Linked DNA regions of Cricetulus griseus: region 1 is linked to region 2. A link is a contact called in public Hi-C data. All regions are on one chromosome and are shown on one strand. The core of a region is the stretch at or near the end of the contact, and the rest is flanking DNA. Distances in the headings are between cores, read along the strand shown.

Region 1 (5,150 bases), core at 1,474-3,973, 110 kb before region 2:
CTACCATTACAATTGTATGCCACACCTGACTGTTTATGACTTCTGGGAGTTGAACTCAGGTTTTTGTGTTTTCAAAGCAAGCCCTTCACTAACAGCTATCTCCCTAGCTCTGAAAGGGGTTCCTTTACACTGCAAACGTACCCTAGGAGCAGTGCATTCGTAGTAAACTGAAATTCAGCACGTAGCTTTTGTTTAGTTTGCTCTTAATTTCCTAAGTTCTTTTTGTGTTTAGCTGGGGTCTCGTGTGTCCCATGCTGGCCTCCAGCTCATTATGTAGCTGAGGATAACCTTGAACTAACTCCTGATCCTCTTATCTCTATCTCTGAGTGCTGAGACTGTAGACGTGTGCCTCTCTGCCTGGTTTATGTGATGATGCTGGAGATCAAACCCAGGGATCTGTGTCTACTAGGTTAGGACTCTACCAACGGAGTGTCAGCCCCATGCTTTGCATTTCATCCAGGTTCATTTGAGTGAAGGATAAGTTAGAGGAGTCAGACAATTGGGGGGGGGGGCAAGTAATGAGAGGGCCATACTTGGGAGGAGTTGGAGGAACTGTTGTGGGTCAGGCACCTCTTGGAGCTAATTTTCTACATGTCAAATTTTACTGATAGGCTTCTTCAGGGCACCTCTGGTGGCATCAACAGATGGCTGTTGTTGTTTTCACTCTGTGGAGGACTTTAGAAGCAAATTAATGTTGAATTGGTTTATGACTGGGAGGCGGGGGAGGCATATAGTAGAGAAATCTTAGAGTTATTCTGGCCTGAACTTTTCTACTAGGCAGTGGTCCAAGGGACTAAGGGATATGTATATTTTTGGAGAGACTTTTTAAAGAGTGATCAAGGAAGATACCAGACATTGACCTCTGGCTTATGAGCACACAGGCACACACAGGAGAACAAGTGCACACCACATACACACAAAACCTGTGCCAGGCTTGGAAGTATAGTTCCATGGTAGTTCTTACTATGAAGGGCAAAGATGCAAATCATGTTTATTTCTCAGTCTTTCAAAAATGCAATGAACATCTCAGAATTGTCTGTCCCCTCATAGACATCTGGATTAGAGCCAGAGGGCTTCCCAGGTAGCTTCCTGCCTGGGAGCTCTCTACTGCCTATCAGACTCCATCTAGCAAGTACCCCAAAGCTCTGGGAAATGCACCAGAAAGAACCGGAGGATGTCATGTTGGTGACAGAAAACAAAGGAACCCACCTTATCAGAGCAGGTAACAAAGCATGAAGAAGGTGTGTCCTCAAGAAGAAATTAAGAGAATGGACTACAGCCGTTCTAATCCAGAGCTCTTGGGGTGAAACCTGGCCTTGAGGCAGATAATAAAAAGGGTTGTGAGTCACTTGGCCTGGAATGACAAGAGACAGTCCTGGCACTGGAGACTCAAGGGTGGCCCACACCTACATTCCTCTTCGTGCCTCACCTGTCTCAAGAATGCACTAAAACTACAGCTAAAAATAAATGCAGAAACTGGAGGTCTGGGAAGTATCGCCAAACAGTCACACCTCAGAGTCAAGAGCTGATCTGTGCCAAGATTGAAGGCAGGCAGAGAATGGGCTCAGCCAAAGGCCACAGTCTCCAGGGCCCCAATGTCTGTTGATACTGTTGGAGTTGTCTTAGTTCATACTGTTGTGTGAAGAGACACCATGACCAAGGCTACTTAGGAAAGGAAGCATTTACTGGGGGCTTGCTTACAGTTTCAGGGCGTTAGTCCATGATCAGCATAGCAGCAGGCAGGCATGGGCGCTGGAGCAGTAGCTGAGAGCTTCTAGCTGATCCACAGCAGGAGGCAGAGTGAGGGAGACTTGGACTCCTTTGCTCAGGCTTTTGAAACCTCAAAGCCCACCCCCAGTGACACTTCTCTTCCAACAAGGCCACACCTCCTAATCCTTCCTATACAGTCCAACAATTGGAAAACAAATATTCAAATATATGAGCCTGTGGGGACCATTCCTATTCAAACCACCACAGAGTTTTGTCTGCTTGTAGCCTTCTGTTCACTTGATAACTAGACTTCCAGCTCTTAGGAGGAGGAAACAGGAAGCCCAGTTCAAGGCCAAGGTCAGCTGCATAGGAGTTTGAGGCCGGCCTGGGCTACGTGAGGCTCCCATCTTAAAAATAAAAATAAAAATAAAAAAATAAGCCAGTGAAGTGGTACAGCAGGTAAAGAGGACCAGTTTGATCACAGAACTCAAATGATGGAGAGAACTGACTTTCACAGATTATCCTGTGACCCCCACACGCATTGAATGCCACCCCACCTCCAATAAATAAATATATACAAAAATTAGATTACAATATCCAACCTAAACATACACACACACACACGCACACGCACACACACGCACACGCACACACACACACACACACACACACACACAGCAAAACAAATTTGATTCCAAGTCTCAGTCTTTATACTAAGTGCATGATATGAATATGTATCGTTTATATATACTATCCCACATCACACACTCAGTGAACATTTACAGAACAAAAGGAACCAGCCACCACCGGCAGTATCGCCTTTCTTAGATGTGCTCCACATAACAAATGAGTATTACGCCAATAAGCTTTCAGTTGCCAATTTAGTTTCCAATTGGCCACAAGAAAAAGAGAATAAAAAAAAGGACATTTCCATTTTCACCAGTAGATGGCAGGGGTAGGAAAGCGCTCTGTCACTTCCTCAGTGGGGGAAAAGTTGGAGCGTATGATTAATAGTGAGCCGTAACCGAGGTGCCGTGCAGGACAGAAGGGCACGCAGTGTACTTTGTGTGGCCAGCAGTGACTAAGGGGTAGTAATCAGGGTGGTATGGGAACTACCTGCAGCGTCTGAAGGGTGCCACCCTTCCACAGGGCTGCCAGGGCTCTGAGAGTTACTTGCTGGTAGAGAGCTTGATTTCTATGTGCACAAGACAGGGCTCTGCTCTACTAGCTGGCGGGTCTGTGCCAGCTCTCCTTCTATTTAAAGTCTGCGCTTCCTTCTGGAGTTTGATAAATCACCAACCCCTTATTTCCCAGGCTACAGACTGGCATCTCCTTCCCAATGCACATTGCTTCTGCGAGTAAGTTGCTCAGTGTCTGGATCCCCTTGCACTGTATCCCTCTACCTGGCTGCATCTTCATCTAGTAGGCCAGTCCATAGTTTTTACTCCCTGTGAAATAAGGGTGGCGCTAGGTAGCTGGCGAGTATCTTACTCTTTTTGTCTTTGGCGCAAAGTGACATGAAATTGTCCTCCATCAGAAAGAACCATAGCAGAGGTCAGGTGTGGTGGTCAACGCTTTTGGGTGGTGGGGCCAAGGGCATAGCTCAGTGGCAAAAGATGTGTTTGCATGCGTGTAGCTCTGGGTTCTATTCCTGGCATTAAATAGAAAATGAGGGGTCAGGGGGTTGGCTCAATTGCTGAATGCTTGCTGCGATGCAGGCATGAGGACCTGAGTTCACATCTCCAGCACTTAAAAAGCTGGTAGGGCAGCGTGCCCCTGTGACCGCAGCACTCGGGAAGGGATGCTGCAAATCTGCAGGACTCCCTGGCCAGCCATCCAGTGAATTGGTGAACTCAGTTCAATGAGAGGCTCCATCTCAACAAATACGGTTGTGTTGTGAGCCCGTGGGGTGGCTCAAGGGGTTAAGGCACTTTCTGGCAAGCCTGGCCATCTGAGCTTGGTCCCTGGGACCTATATGATGGGAGGAGAGAATAAGTGGAGAGCAATCAAGGAAGACACCAGGTGCTTACCTCTGACTTCCACAAACATGTGCGCGCGCGCACACACACACACACACACACACACACACACACACACACACACACACACACGTGAGCCCTTCTCCATGTATATGCGTGCACACACACACACACAGAGGGGAAATGGAGGGGGAGAGAGGGAAGGAAAAGAGGAGAGGGGGAGAAGGAGAGGAAGTGGGGGGAGAGAGAATTCTGCCTGCCACACTTGAATGCTGGCTCTTTCCCACCATTCTTTGGTGACTCCAGTTCATTATCTGACATCTCAGAAACTCCCTAGCCCCAGCTATTAAACCCAGTGCTACCTTCCAGGCAACAGCCCCCTTGTGATTTTCAGGTGAGTCAAGAGAGCAGAGACCATGACAAGTTTTCTGGGTTGCCACATTTTCCTTTGTTCAGCTGTCAGAGTTGTTTTAAACAAGTGAGCCTGCTGTGTCCTCCATTGTCTCCCTTACTGGGGGTGGGGGTGGGGTTGATTCAGTTTCTGAGGTAACTTCTGAAAAGCTTGTTTGTGATATTTGATAGCTGCATCCTGGTCCTCTTTTATTCTGTGTCTACCTCTTTAAATTTGTCCAAGGAGGTTCAAGAATTTGGTAGGGAGCTGAGATTTGCCTGTGATGGTGCCGAGCCAAGACTGCTTGCTGTTTGCACTTTGTTGGCCATGGTGGATTTCAGAGGGCTGGGGGTAACGCAGCCTTGTAATCCCAGTACTCAGAAGATTGAGGCAGGAGGATTGCCGAGTGTGTAGCCCAGGCTAGCTTGCATGGAAGGTCCAAAAAGAAAGAGGATTGGCTGGTGATATGGCTGGGAGGGGGGAGGCACTTGCCGCCATGCCTGGCAAACTGAGTTTCATTACAGGGACCCACATGGCGGAAGGAGGGAACTGAGTGTGCTAGTGTTAGACCCTCAGAAAGCTGAGGCTTCCAGAATCTTAGCCCAGGACGGCGGCCACCCCAAACACAGAATGGAGGCGAAAGCTTGATGCAAACTGCATGAGGCTTTATTGTAGTTTTACGAGCTAACCCCATGTTAGCTCGGGTCTTTCACCCACCCGCCATGGCAGACGGCTAGAAAAAGACGGCTCCTTGGGTCTCCCAAAAGATCTTATAGGGCAGCGTAAGGGGAGTGTCTAGGGGTACGCACAGGCTCACGATTGGTGTGCCTCCAGGCTTGGAGGACTTGCCCTGTGTTGATTGGTCAACTGGTTGTTATGGCTCATAGGCCCTCCCAGGGCGGTTGCTATGCTCTCTACGTCATTGCTGTGCGCTTGTCCGTAAAGCACACCCAGAGCCATAAAGCATAGCGTCACCAGCTAACTTCTGATTGGTTCCTTGTCACGAGACAGGCATCTGACTTTCTAGTGTCTAGGTCAAGGTCATAGAAGCACATGTTCGACCATTATGG
Region 2 (4,950 bases), core at 1,827-4,326:
ACCCCATGACCCCAGGACATTCTTATGTAAGCTTAAGAGTGTGGCATTGTCCCACAGTACACACAGAACAAATTTTATTGGACAGAGCTTGCACAAAAATGCAAGGAATATTAAGGCCACAGGAAGGTGGTGGCTTCTGGGAGAAGGCAGAGCCTGTCTGTGCACGCAGTTCAGGAGAGCTGTAGCCCTGAGCTGTGACTCTGAGCATTGAGCCTAGAGAGGAGTTAGTCATTGACACCTACCTTCTTCCGGTCACTGTTTCCAGGGTAGGCCTCACTCATTTAAAATGTTAGCCACGTGCTCTACTCCAGCACTCCAGGGAGAGAAGTGAGAAGAGACCAAAAGTTTTTAAAATCAGCTTCTGTTTTGGCAATGATACTGATGAGAGTAGGCAGGGGCAGGACTGTTTAGTTTCCTCATTTGTAGATTGGCAATGGGAAAAATTTGGGGCCCGGTAGCTACTTTTTCCTCCTCCCCTCCCCTCCCCTCCCCACCCTTCCCCTCCCTCCCTTCCCCCTCTTCTTTCTCCTTCTGTCCTCCCTCCCTCTTTTTTTTTTTTTTTTTTTTTCTTTGAGAGACAGTATCTCACTTTTAGCTCAGTTTGGAACTCACCGTGCATGCAGTCCAGGCAGGCCTTGAACTTGTGGCAATCCTGCCTGGCCTGTTTTGGGTTTTTGTTAATTTGTTTGCTTCCCCTGTTTGGAATAGAATCTCATGTAGCACAGACTACACTCAAACTCTTTATCTCCTCGAGTCTGGCTTTGAACTCCCATTCCTCTTGCCTCTGAAGGGCAGGGACTGCAGGAGGGCACCGCGATGCCATTTTCAGTATTAAATACAGATTGGGGTAAACGTGTTTCACTTCCTTAGCTCTTATCTCTCGTGTCTTGTTTGCTCCATCACTGTCATATAGACACCCTGGGTTTTCAGTGTGAGGTAGGTGACTAAAATCCTCCTCCTCCCCTCCACTGTGACTGTGCTCCCCAGTTCCGGCTTTCCTAAGGGAGGGAGAAGAGCTAGGTGAAGAGGGACTAGGGGTGGAGGTGGAGAAACCTGAGATCTGAGATCTGACCTCATCCACCTCACAGCTCTCCAACCTTCTCTTACTTGCCCCAGGCACAATGCTCCCTCCCTGCCTCCCTCCCTGCCTCCCTGCCTCCCTCCTTCTCCCCCTCCCTCCTTCCCTCCCTTCCTCCCTCAGCCTGAAGTCATTGCTGATTGTCCTCCCAAAGCCATTCTGAATACTTGTCTCATATGCCTCTGACTTTCCCAGCTACAAGGACACACGCTCCCCAAGTTGCTCACCTCCCCAAGTTGCTCACACTCCCCAAGTTGCACACACTCCCCAAGTTGCTCACACACCTTGCAGCTTAAGTTGGCCTTGCCAGCTAGTGGAACTCTGCTGTGGGAACTCTGGAAAATGTTCTTGTTTTCTCACACAATGAGACTTCCGGTGCAGCAAGTGCAGCTTCCTCTCCTTGGGCCTTTTCTGCCATCTTGCAACCCTGAGACAAAAAGCAAGTCCCTGCCATTCAATCCAATCTACGTGTGTATTTCCTGCTGTGGGAGAAAAGAAAACTTCACCAGTTTCTTCTAACACTTACTGTTCCTAAATTATATCTCGGTTGTGGGGGGTGGAATAGGGTAATTTAGAGACAGGGGCATTCCGGGCCTTTTTGAAAAGGTAGGGGGTCAAGGTACCATCAATGGGACGGTGAGACCCAGCCACCAGAAAAGGTGACAAAGGACTTGCTGTCACTCAGGCTGGACTGTAGTGAGGAAGAGACTAGAGACTGGGGAAGTAGAGATCAAGCCACACAGGGCTGTGCAGGTCACAGACACTTTCGGTTGTCTTAGTACAGTGAGAGGGGCTTGTGTTTATTCCCTTAGCAATGAAGCTGGCCTTCCTGACTCAGCCACGCACTCCTGCTTATATTTTCTGCACTGTGGACGGAAATTTTCTTCTAAAATATGATGGGGTCACATTCCCCATTAATGCCACATGAGAACTTTTAATTTTGCTTAGGACAAAATCCAAACAGGGGCAGGAGAGGTGGCTTAGTGGTTAAAAGTACTTGCTGCTCAGTCATGAGGATTCCTGCACCATCTTTAGGCCTCTGTGTACACACACACACACACACACACACACACACACACACCATACATATATAAAATTCCCACCTTCCTGACTGAAAAGTTTCCACACCCCGATAAACCTCTCCACTGATGCAGCAATCCAAATCAGACCAAATCAAACCTAGTTAGAAAAAGCCCACGTTTAATGGATACAAAGCTCCCGGATGGCCTTCCAGCCACCCAGGAGGAGACAGGAAAGGGAGACCAGAAACACCGTGAGTCTGTTCTCTGGGGCACAGTTTAAATCCCCTGTGGGAGTGGTCTTGAGCATCTCTGGGGGAGGGGCCCATCATTTGGCGGGCTTTCTGAGATGCAGCAGGGTTTGGAGGGAGATGGGGGGACTTGTGTGAACTTCCACCATAACATTCCAGACTCTTTGGGTGTATGGATGCCAGGGGCTGGGGTGAAGCTTCCACCTTAAAACTGACATGACCTAAGGGCCCTGTACCACCCTTCTCTTCGTCTGTGTGACAGGTTCTGTTCTGCCCGTGGGCCTTACCTCCTCATCTGTGTGAGAGTCACGACACCACCCTTAATACAGAGTGGGTGTGTGAAGTGAGCATCAGAGTACATGCACAGTGCACGAGGCCGTCAAGGCTGCAGTCCAGAAGCGACCCGGAAGGCCTCCAGCAAGCATGTCATCATCTGTTGTCTCTCCTTACTTCCCACTTGTGCCCACCTATCTATTTCTTTCCCTGCTAAGCCCTGCACAAAGCCCCTGCTGTTCCCATAGTAACCCCAAACCCTGACAGGGGCCCCCTGACTCTCTCCTGGGTGATCTTTACAGTTGTCTAAGTTAGAGCTGCACCTCTCCATCCCGAAGCTCCCGCCTTGCCTAACCCACAGCCTGCTCCAGCTCAGCTGCTTTCCCCACTTCCCGCCCATAGCCTCCTCCCTCTCCCTCCCTCTCCACAGGCCAAACTACTCATCTTTCATTCCTGTCTTGTTCAGTTAAGGAAACTGGACTAGAGCCTTTTCTGAGCTCATCTCATCGCACTGAATAAATCCTCCTGGTGAAATTTCCTGCCCCCAGGGCTGGTTGTGTGTGGGAGTGTGATTTTCTTCCCATCTGCTTTTGTAAACTTCTGCAAACCCCTGAGGACCACAGCTGCAAACCCGATCCTCAGCTATTGTTCACAGATGTGCTGCCTGGAAGCCCTGGTAAACATCCACTCAGAGATTGCCTCTTTCTCTGGGACCCCCGGAGGATGCTCTGCAGATCCCTAAATACAGTGGACGCCATCAACAGTGCTCTGTTAAGACTGTGGACCTTGTGACTGGAGAGGTGGCTCAGTGGTGCTTGTTGCTCTTCCAGAGGACTGGAGTTCAGTTCCCAGCAGTCAAGTCTGGTGGCTCCCAGTCTCCGGTAACGCCAGCTCCATTGGGCCTTCTTACGGGATCTGAGGACACCAGCACGCGCACGCGCACACACACACACACACACACACACACACACAAGCACGCACTCGCGCACACACACAAATAAATATTTTTTTAAGGGACTATAGAACCCAGGAAATAATTAGAATTGTCTCTGCTGCTTATGTCAAAGATTTGTATTTTTGGTTTCTCCCTAGACAAAGTTCTTAGAAGAATTACAGATGAAAAGCTCATGCATAAATCACATGTTCCCTCACTAACAAAAATACAAACTAGATCATTTTTAAAAATCAGTTTCCAGTGACCCAGATGGCAGAGAGAATCCTGCTGGGAATTTCCTGATCTGCCACAGAATTTTAAAACTCAACAAGAATGACGCTGCCAATCTCGGCTCGTTTTAGAAAGCCGGCAGTGAGGGGTTTTGAAGGAAAGTTGGAACTGGAGAAGCACTGCTCCCTCCTGACCCCAAGACAGGGGACACAGTGGCACACTTCCAGGGCGTTCTCAGTTCAGTGAATGACTCATGTCTTCACGAGCCAGACCTCATTGCGACGTCCATAGGGCTTCATGGGAGGGTCATAGCCGGTACAGTAGTAGAGGTCACCCTGGTAGGTGGCTGTTGTGCCCTCCAGGGCAGTACGTAGCTGGGTGGCGTGAGCGATGTAGTCTGCTTCCTTGGCATAACCACTGAATTGCCTGAACATAGAAGAGCAAGAGCTGGTAAGAAAGGACATGATCTTGCAGGGAAGGCAAGTCTTTTAGGGAGAAGGCAAGACCATGGGTAGGATAAGCATGCCACAGAGGTGAGACAGGGGTGGGGTGGGTGAGTGGGCGTGGGGTCCCATTCATCTCCTCTGTAAACAAGCAAAGATTGCTGTTCTTCCACTTATGAGTGTTGCATGCAACATGGCAACTAAAAAACCGTAACTCGAAGAACCAGGTGCAGCTAAATACGAGCGCTCCTTATGGGAGGCTGACTGTCCCAGGGCCTGTCACCCTTTTCTCTGGCTCCCTCTGCTGCCTCAGCCTGTCTGTCACCAGCAGGAAGGGAGAGCCATGGTGGCCTTGTCATGGTGGGGGTAGCAGCTGTATGTCTTCTAAGCAGACAGCTGTCACAACTGAGCACATCCTAACAGGGACACATGGTGGCTTCATTAGATCAGAGCTGACCAAAGCTGGGACCCAAGGATGTCTTGACAGGGACCCCACGCAAGCAAGCTGCACATGCTTTCCCCACGAAGAAGCCTCTTCTGACCACCCTCGTCTTTGCAAAGCTAGGGAAACCTTCTTTTCCTAGGAAGTAAGGACTCCTCACAGACTGGGTGACAGAAATGGGGACTAGAGAAGATGTCCCTTTCCAGGTTAGACCCTTCCTTGTGTCATCGCCTCCACAGCAAAACATCCTGCAGCCAGCTCTAAATATACCACTCTACA

What was found. Hi-C and Micro-C count contacts between places; a contact is called where the count stands out from the background.
Region 1: a contact with region 2 is called in a Hi-C map of fibroblasts, with 3 times the contacts expected there. The contact joins two enhancer-like sites. A contact is called at or near these places in 2 of 8 Hi-C or Micro-C datasets (the CHO-K1 cell line and fibroblasts).

The regions. Positions count from the first base shown.
Region 1 is chr8:13,928,699-13,933,848 of CriGri-PICRH-1.0, reverse strand. No RefSeq gene overlaps it. Among named protein-coding and RNA genes, the nearest start is that of Ddx47, 16 kb to the left of the region's middle. Within about 2 kb of position 2,723, at least 2 of the 6 cell types and tissues checked have open chromatin away from gene starts, as enhancers often do. A contact at or near this core is called in the CHO-K1 cell line and fibroblasts, where this site is marked.
Region 2 is chr8:13,818,172-13,823,121 of CriGri-PICRH-1.0, reverse strand. Hebp1 (heme-binding protein 1) reads right to left here. Exons shown (of 4, transcript XM_027429895.2): 4 at 3,674-4,212. The coding sequence ends at 4,038. Among named protein-coding and RNA genes, the nearest start is that of Gprc5d, 19 kb to the left of the region's middle. Within about 2 kb of position 3,076, at least 3 of the 6 cell types and tissues checked have open chromatin away from gene starts, as enhancers often do. A contact at or near this core is called in the CHO-K1 cell line and fibroblasts, where this site is marked.